Regions from separate parts of the Ovis aries genome. Here region 2 is linked to region 1. A link is a contact called in public Hi-C data. All regions are on one chromosome and are shown on one strand. The core of a region is the stretch at or near the end of the contact, and the rest is flanking DNA. Distances in the headings are between cores, read along the strand shown. Region 1 holds the start of FAM89A (family with sequence similarity 89 member A). Region 2 has its middle 47 kb from the start of TRIM67.

Region 1 (4,146 bases), core at 1,007-3,506:
CTACAGTCTGCCAGGACTTCTTGTTAGTTCCCCGGGCACAGAGTTTACTTAAGGCCTTCAAATTAAATAGATCAACACAGACTACTGGGCAGATGATTCAAGCACAAACTCTCACCTCTAATCTTGCAAGCCTCCACCCCCACCCCCATGGGAGCCTCAGTTTGAAGCGACCACTCAGACCCCACTGCCCTAGTGGGGCAAAAAAAAGGCAAAAAAACCCAGAGCACTCCTAAAGACTTTGTGACATTCCTTGAAAGGGACTTGTTAAGGCCTGTAGCCATGTTTTGTCTTTATCTCAGCTAAATATCAGACGGCTGTTTATTTTTCTTGTGTTTCCGATAGGCTGAGAAAGAGCTCTGGTCCAGGGCATAATTAGAAGGAGGCTGTGACTGTAGTTTGGTTGCACCAGGAGGGACCTGGAAAAACACTTTCAGGAACAGCATGGTTACTTGGGAGTGTGCAAGACTCCAGAGCATGTTTATAAACCAGAGAGAGCTTCACAAGGGGAGTGGCCTGAGGTTTTCCTGTCTCTGGTCCCGTAAATTAACCAGGATGAGTCTTCCTATTTCACCCTCTTTATTTTTGCTGCATCCAAGTTCAGACTAGACATACTGGGTGCAAGCTTATCTAATGAAAACACAGCTTTCCAGCTGTGCAATGCTGGTGTTGATTAATGCTGATTAATTAATAAAAACAGTTGGCTTGAAATTTAAGTCATTCTGTAAGAAGCTTAGAAAATCTTCTCAGGGAGAACTGGAAATCACTTCAACGGCAGCCACAGAGTGGGAAGACAATACTGAATTGCTTAAAAGGTGTTAACGCTGTTTCTAGATTTAATTCTTACTTTTCAGGACAGATATTTTCCCGAAAGAAATGCATAAATTGAGTTTTTCTAAATAATATCTTAATACACTAAAAGCATATTTAAAGGATTCCTATAATAAATTTAGGTGCCAATTTATTTTGGGGGACAAAAAAATTTTTCATATATTAGATTTCCTTAATAAAGTATTTACCTGTGCCAGGAGAGGGGGGACTCTGCATTAGGTAAAAGGAAAGGGCAAATTCTAAACAGAGAGAGTGGCCAAGAAAGGTGATCAGAGGCCTGCAGGAGCGTTAGACGGAAGTTTTTCTGTTGTCTTCTGAGCTGGCCTAAGCTTGGAGAAAGCTGGAGACCCCTGAGCTGCTTTTGGCTTCTCCTTAACTCATTAGTCCTAGTCCACGAACAACTAACATACTTCCCAACCACCGAGAAAAACCAAACCCCATTGTTTGCAGCCCAGGCACAACCTGAAGAACCCACATGGACTTCACCCACACGGCGAAGACGCCACCGCCCCAGTCCTCTCTAGCGGGACTGGGGAACCGGCCACCACGCGGAGACTATCAGGGTGAGCGGCCACTTTCCCGGCATCTGCCGGCAGGAGCCGCTCCGCTGTAATCCGATTCTGCACGCGCCCTGGACGAGGGGGAGGGGGCGAGAGCTGTTCCAATCCGCAGTCTACACTCGCTCGGACAAAAAGCTGTCCTCTTCAGGGCAGGAAAACACAATTGCACACAGCTCTTAACCCCGCGGGGGCAGTGAAGGCCGCCCCCCCCCGACCCCGGGAGATCTGCTGCCCCCTGGGGAGGGGTGACCAGCCGCCCCCGGCCCGAGGCCAAGCGCCAGCCCCACGCCGCGCCTCCTGGGTCTCTGAGCCTGCTGGGGCCGGACGAGCAGCGCCGGGTCTCCAGAAAGCTGCCTTCTGGAAGGGGTACCTCCCTGGGCGAGGGTCCAGTAGTGGGCACAGAGAGGACAAGCAAAACGGGGTAGCTGAGAGGCCAGTGTCCCTGTACTCGTCGGCGCCTGGGGCCAAAGAGCCTGAGACGGGCGGGTGGCGCGGGGACTTCCGGCGAACTTTCCCAGAAGGGCGAGCCCAGCTGGGAAGGACCCCCGCTCCGGCCCGCGGACCTCCCTTACCATCTCCTTGCGCAACAGGGCCAGCGCGGCGTCCAGGTTGGGGGGCTTGGCGGGCAGCGCCGCCGCCCTAGCCCCGCCGCCTCCCGCGCTCCCGCGGCTCAGCTCGTCCTGGATGCGCGACTTCTGCGCGTACAACCTCTCCAGGTGCCTCCAACCCCCCGACGCGCCGCCGCCCGACGCCGAGTGCAGCAGCCCGCTCAGGCTCTTGGGCAGCGGAGGCAGCCCGTCCACCCGCAGCCCGCGCACGGAGCCAGCAGCCCCGGCTCCGCTCATCCCGTCCGGCCTGACCGCGCGCTCCCGGGTCCGCAGCCGCCGCCGCTGCCTGGGGCCCTTGCTCCCCAGCCCGCCCCCTTTCCGGGGGTGCTCCGCCCACTTCCCCTCCCCACCTCGCTGCCCCGCCCCTCTCCGCGCCTCCGCCCCCGCGCCCCGCCCCCTGCCCGTGCCCCCTCCCTGCGTCCCTGCCCCGCCCCCTGCCCGTGCCCCCTCCCTGAGTCCCCGCCCCGCGCCCGCGCCCTCTTGACGCCCCGCCTCCCCCGCTTTCCTGCGGCCCCGCCCACTTAGCCTCCACCCCTGCGCCCATCCTCGGGCCGGTCCCTGGCTCACCTTTAGCACCTCCTGGGACTCTCGCCTGCCGGCCCTCCTCGTGGAGTCGAGCCCTGCCCTGGCTGCCCGACTCCAGGCAAGGTGGGCTCCGCCACTAGACTCCAAAGCTGCTTGTAATTACTGATAGGCGAGGGTCACCTCAGATGCCATCCGACGAGGCCAGTTGGTGCGGCGAATCGGGGTATAAAGGCTCCCCGTCGGGGCAGGCAGGACGTCAGGGAGGTTTGGTAGTGCTGGGATCGCGCCCGCGGTCAGGGTCCTTAGAGGCGGCGTGGTCGCAGCCGGCGGGGTCCGCGGAGACCGGGGGAAGGAGGCGGGGCTCTGGCCAGAGGAACCCACCGCACCCCACCCCCGCCCCCGCCCGTCCCCGAGGGCTGAATCTAGACCGCCTCCTGCTAAGTGTGACTTCCTGCCGGGAGAGCTGGGGCCCCCAGGCTCGGGCTAGTCACTAGTTCACTCGATGGCCCACAGGCCTTTTCTGTAAACGACGTCCATACCTTTGTCCGTACCGACAGTAGCCAAAAGGAGCGCCGAGTCAAGAAGAGCTTGGCCAAGAGGAGCCAAGAGTCATCTTTGGAAACCTCAAAATGCGACCAAACATGTCCTTCAACCTGGTTGTGAACACAAGAGTAGTTCTCAATGGAAATGTTAGGAGAGTGAAGAAAAGGATTATATTTCAGAAACTATTCTTCAACTCTGAGGCAAAAATAAATACGATTCACATCTCAGAGAGGGAGAGAAAGAAAGAAGGCTCTGTCTTTTGGAGGACGAATAAAAACGACAGATGTTACAACCAGATTAGAGACAGTAAAGATAAGAGGTTAAGATCGATTTGCAGAGACAGCCTCACTGCAGATTAAAAACTAATGCCGTATATAGAGAATGGATACATTATAATGCCTACTGTTGGCTTTCGTTATAAAAGGGACTTAATTGTTCTAAATGCATTCAACGGGATCACAATTATAAAGTGTTCTGAACACTCTCAGACATTAAAGAGCCCTGCAATTTGGGGGGGTTTTCCCCTTTTATCTACCATTCCCTATAGACTCCTCTCCAGAATCAATCTGCAACACTGGCAGACGTCCTTGATACACCCTGGCAACCTGGTGAGAGGAGCATGGAGAAGCCCCAGAGCAAGCAGTGTGATCCAAGGGTGTCATGAAGGTTTCTTGCCCCACCCAGTGCCCAGAATTCTCATTCTCATCACTGTGCCTCACCTTTCACTAATTGCCTAGTTACATTTCCTGATTTCAGATATTCATTCATTTGCTTATTCAAACAGTGGGTGTCTGGGAGAGTTACAGATTTGCTTGTGTGAGAGTAAGGGAGAGGGGAGAGGAAGGGATGGGACATTTGATCTTTCCTTCACACCCTGGCATGGATTGTTTTAATTTGGTGTGTCAAATTGCTGTCTATCCTACAGTAATTAGCAGAAATCATTGACGTAAGGTGGTAACAGGTTGTGTGATGGTGCAATAAGAAAAGAAATAATTTCAAACTATGTGGGCACTTAAATCACTGAAAGCATGTACTTGAGCAGATTACACAAGGCCAGAAGGAAAGAGGGTTGGAGCCAGTGT
Region 2 (4,146 bases), core at 848-3,347, 87 kb after region 1:
GAAATCCCAGTTATTTTCACCACCAGGTCTAATGCCGTCTTTTTTTCATTGGAACCTGCCTGCTCCCCCTTGCCTTGGGAGTACCATATTATTCAGCACTCTCTGTCTTGAATGAGCTATTCACCTGCATTTCCCCACACAAAGTGGACCACAGTGGTAGGTTGCACAGGAGCCACTACCTCATTCATCCTCGTATTCCCCACTGGCTTAAGTAGGTTCTTGCATGGTAAGCATTTGTTGAATTTCAAAATACCTGAAATCAACAACAGTAACAAGCAACCCAATTTTAAAATGCGCAAGGACTTGAAAAGGCATTTTTCCAAAGAAGAAATACATGTGTTTCAGTAAACACATGAAAAGATGCTCAACATTATTAGACATCAGGGAAATACAAATCAAAACCACAATGAGGTATCATCTCACACCCTTTATGATGGCTTTGATCAAAAATTTAAAAAAAAAAACCAACCTGGAAAAAAGTAGTGTTGGAGATGATGTGGAGAAACTTGAACCCTTGCATGTTGGTAGGAATGTAAAATATTGTAGTTTCTTTGGAAAACGGTATGAAGAATCTTCAAAATATTAAGCATAGAACTACCTTATGAGCTAATAATTCCATTCCTAGATATATACCCCAAAAAGTTGTAAGCAAGAACTCAAACAGATATTTGTATATCTTTCTTCATGACAGCATTATTCACAATAGTCAAAAGGTAAGAACTACTCTCATGCCCATTGACAGGTGAATAGATAAACAAAATGTGGTGCTGATACATCCTTACAATGGAGTATTATTCAGCCATAAAATGGAAAGGAATTCTGACACATGCTACCCTGAGGACATTACACTATGTGATATAAGCCAGTCATAAAAAGACAAAATACAAATACGTGAAATATCTACAGTAGTCATATGTAAAGAGAGAAAATGTAGAATTGTTGCTGCCAGAATTTGGGAGGAAGAGGGAATGGGGGATTAGTGTTTAATGGATACAGTTTCAATTTGGGATGATGAGAAAGTTCTGGGAATAGAGAGTGGTGATGGTTTCAGAACAATATGGATGGATGTACTTAACACCTCTAAATTATATACTTACAAGTGATTAAAATACAACTGATCATATTAAAAGTGATTAAAATCTGACTCTGAATTCCAAGCTTTTTCTGCTGCTTCTCTCAGCATCAATCAATTACCTTTTGGTGAGTGTAAAAAACATCCCCAAGCCACAGCCTCACACATGTCATTTGCCAGGAGGGTTCCTGCAAATCTACATGACCCTCCTGTTATCAGTGAGTGGCACACAGGAGAACATATTCCCCCCAGGGAGCTATGTTGGTTTTTTTTAAGGCGTTCCTGGGGTTGCCAACTTTTATGGACTGAATGCTTGAGTCCCCCAAAATTCATATGTTCATGCCCTAACGTGCAGTGTGGCTATATTTGGAGATGGGACCTCCTAGTAAGAAACTACGGTTAAATGAGGCCATAAGGGCGGGGCCCTAGTCCAAAGGGATTAATGCCCTGGTAAGAACACCATTGTCTTGCTCCCTCACTTTCTCAGCACGTGCACAAAGAATAGGTCATGTGAGCTCATGGTGAAATGGCAACCGCCTCCACACCAAGAGAAGAAGCCTCAAAATGAACCCACGTTGATCTTGGACTTCCTGGCTCTAGAACTGTGAGAGACAAATGTCTGTTGGTGAAACCCCTCAGTCTACAGCACTTTGTCATGGCTGCTCCATCTACTAATAAAAGCAACGTGACCAAAAAGAACATTCTCTGTCCAGTGCTCCTGGAAAACATACCCAAGAAAATCTCATGAGAAAAGATTTCTCTTGGCCTCTCTTGATGACCTCTATTCTTCTTGTAGGGAGATTACCTCTAACGCTGGCCAAGACTTCAGGCTCAGGCATCACAACACCAAAGCCCTCCTCCAGCAGAAAGATAAACAACTAGATCCCTGAACTTTGATCTAGGCAATTCTGCCTCTCCTAATTACCTCACCTCTGCTTCACCTGAGTATTTCTGGCCTGCCAGCACAACCTTGGCTGAGAAGCACCAGGCTTGGCTACTGCCAGCATGGCTCTCATATGAGAGGCAGCATCTCCAGTCCAGTGGGTGCCACCCAACACCCACGTGCTGTGAGCAGAGTCTGGGTAGCCTCAGCTGTCATCGGCACATGCTAGCGTTCCTCAACATGGAATTCTCCCTTGAGACTGAGACATGGGCATTATTGTCTGGATCTTAAAGGAAAATCTTTCAGTCTTTCACTATTGAGTACTAAGTTAGCCATGGGCTTTTCACATTTGACCATTGTTATGTTGACATAGTTTCTTTATATTCCTAGTTTGCTGAATGTTTTCAATACACAAAAGGGTATTTGAATTTTATCAAACACTTTTTCCTCATCCAGTGAGATGATCATGTGCTTTTCCCCCCTTCATTCTATTAATGTGGTATATTGATTGACTTCTGTATGTTGAACAGTTCCTGCATTCCAGGAAGAAATTCCAATTCGTTTTAGGGTATAATCCTTTCAATGTGTTGTTGAACTCTGATTATTAGTGTTGAAACTTCCCCAACTTTTACAGAGGAGGAAATTAAACTCTGAAGAGGTGAGACAATTTCTCCGTAGCTACTCATTTAGTAGGTGTTTAGAGTTGGGGTTTAAACCTCAGCCTTTTTGATTCCAGAATCCATGACATATTCACTATGCCAGACCACCTCTTATTCCATAGCAAGGTCAAGAAGGGAAAATGCGGGCTACCTAACATGAGCTCTGTAACTTTATACACAAAAGAGATTTAGCCATTGCTAAACCTCAATTTGTATATCTGTAATATGTGAATGATGATGTCCACTTTCCAGGTGTATTTTCAATGTTTAGATGAAGATAAAAGATGTAACACTCCCAGAACAGCCTGAGCTTTTTATTAATGGTAGCATGGATGGCCTTTTGCCCCCTAGTTTGGTCTCCTGTCTTAAACACAGCTTGCTTCCCAACCTTAGACAGAGGCTCCACATGCAGCCTTTGGCCCAATTACCAATTTTGTTTCTTTGCTATAAATATTCTAGAAGCATTAAAACCATCAGTGAGTTGTCCTATGACTTTATATTTCTGACCCATAAGGAATTTTCATTCCCCTTGCGACTCATCTGTTCCTTTCTGCACCTGCTGCTGCTAAGTCACTTCAGTCGTGTCCGACTCTGTGTGACTCCATAGACGGCAGCCCACCAGGCTCCCCCCTCCCTGGGATTCTGTAGGCAAGAACACTGGAGTGGGTTGCCATTTCCTTCTCCAATGCATGAAAGTGAAAACTGAAAGTGAAGTCACTGAGTGGTGTCCAACTCTCAGCGACCCCATGGACTGCAGCCCACTAGGCTCCTCCATCCATGGGAGTTTCCAGGCAAGAGTGCTGGAGTGGGGTGCCATTGCCTTCTGCATGTTTGCTGCTGCTGCTGCTAAGTCGCTCCAGTCGTGTCTGACTCTGTGCGACGCCATAGACGGCAGCCCACCAGGCTCTGCCATCCCTGGGAGTCTCCAGGCGAGAACACTGGCTTCTAAATACCTTGGGACACTGACATTTCAAATATCCTTGTCTTTTAGCTCTTCTTCATGTCCTGAATTCTTTTTCTTCGTTTTCTTCTTTTTTTAGGATGTGACCAAAGCATTGCTGGTGGAGATACCTAGCAATTTTTGGAGTGTTTTCTCCCATTTTTCACAATAGCTCCAGGCAGGTCATTTTTGGACCCAGCATGCCGACAGAGTAACTAGTATTTGTAGTGGTGATGAAATTTTTCCAAATGCCCTACAGGAAAAAGGAAGAAGGCAGCAGGAAATCCACAAATTCTACTCTTGGTTTTGGGCTGCACATTCTTCCACTTAGCAGGAATTTCCCCCTTTCCTTGGAAATAAAGAGCATAAAGCATGAATCCTGAGAATGCCCCTCCAGTGTGTCTTGGAGAGGGAGCTGTGTGCTGACCACAGGGAGCAAGTTATAACGTTTTCTACAAGGACTGTAGTCAGAACTGCTGTTAAACTGAGCTTTTTATGCAGTAACCTCATAGAAAACTCAACTCCGAGAGCTGAAGTTTACTTACGCTTTCCACCCCTAAAGGCCCAAAGCCCTCACTAAAGCTATAAATAC

The links. Hi-C and Micro-C count contacts between places; a contact is called where the count stands out from the background.
Region 2: a contact with region 1 is called in a Hi-C map of liver, with 3 times the contacts expected there. The contact joins the enhancer-like site here to the promoter of FAM89A in region 1. A contact is called at or near these places in 2 of 16 Hi-C or Micro-C datasets (both in liver).

What each region holds. Positions count from the first base shown.
Region 1 is chr25:3,178,997-3,183,142 of ARS-UI_Ramb_v3.0, forward strand. It overlaps FAM89A (family with sequence similarity 89 member A), which reads right to left and starts at 2,257. Exons shown (of 2, transcript XM_004021350.3): 1 at 1,961-2,257. The coding sequence starts at 2,233.
Region 2 is chr25:3,265,779-3,269,924 of ARS-UI_Ramb_v3.0, forward strand. No RefSeq gene overlaps it. Among named protein-coding and RNA genes, the nearest start is that of TRIM67, 47 kb to the right of the region's middle. Within about 2 kb of position 2,098, at least 1 of the 54 cell types and tissues checked has an H3K27ac peak or open chromatin away from gene starts, as enhancers often do. A contact at or near this core is called in liver, where this site is marked.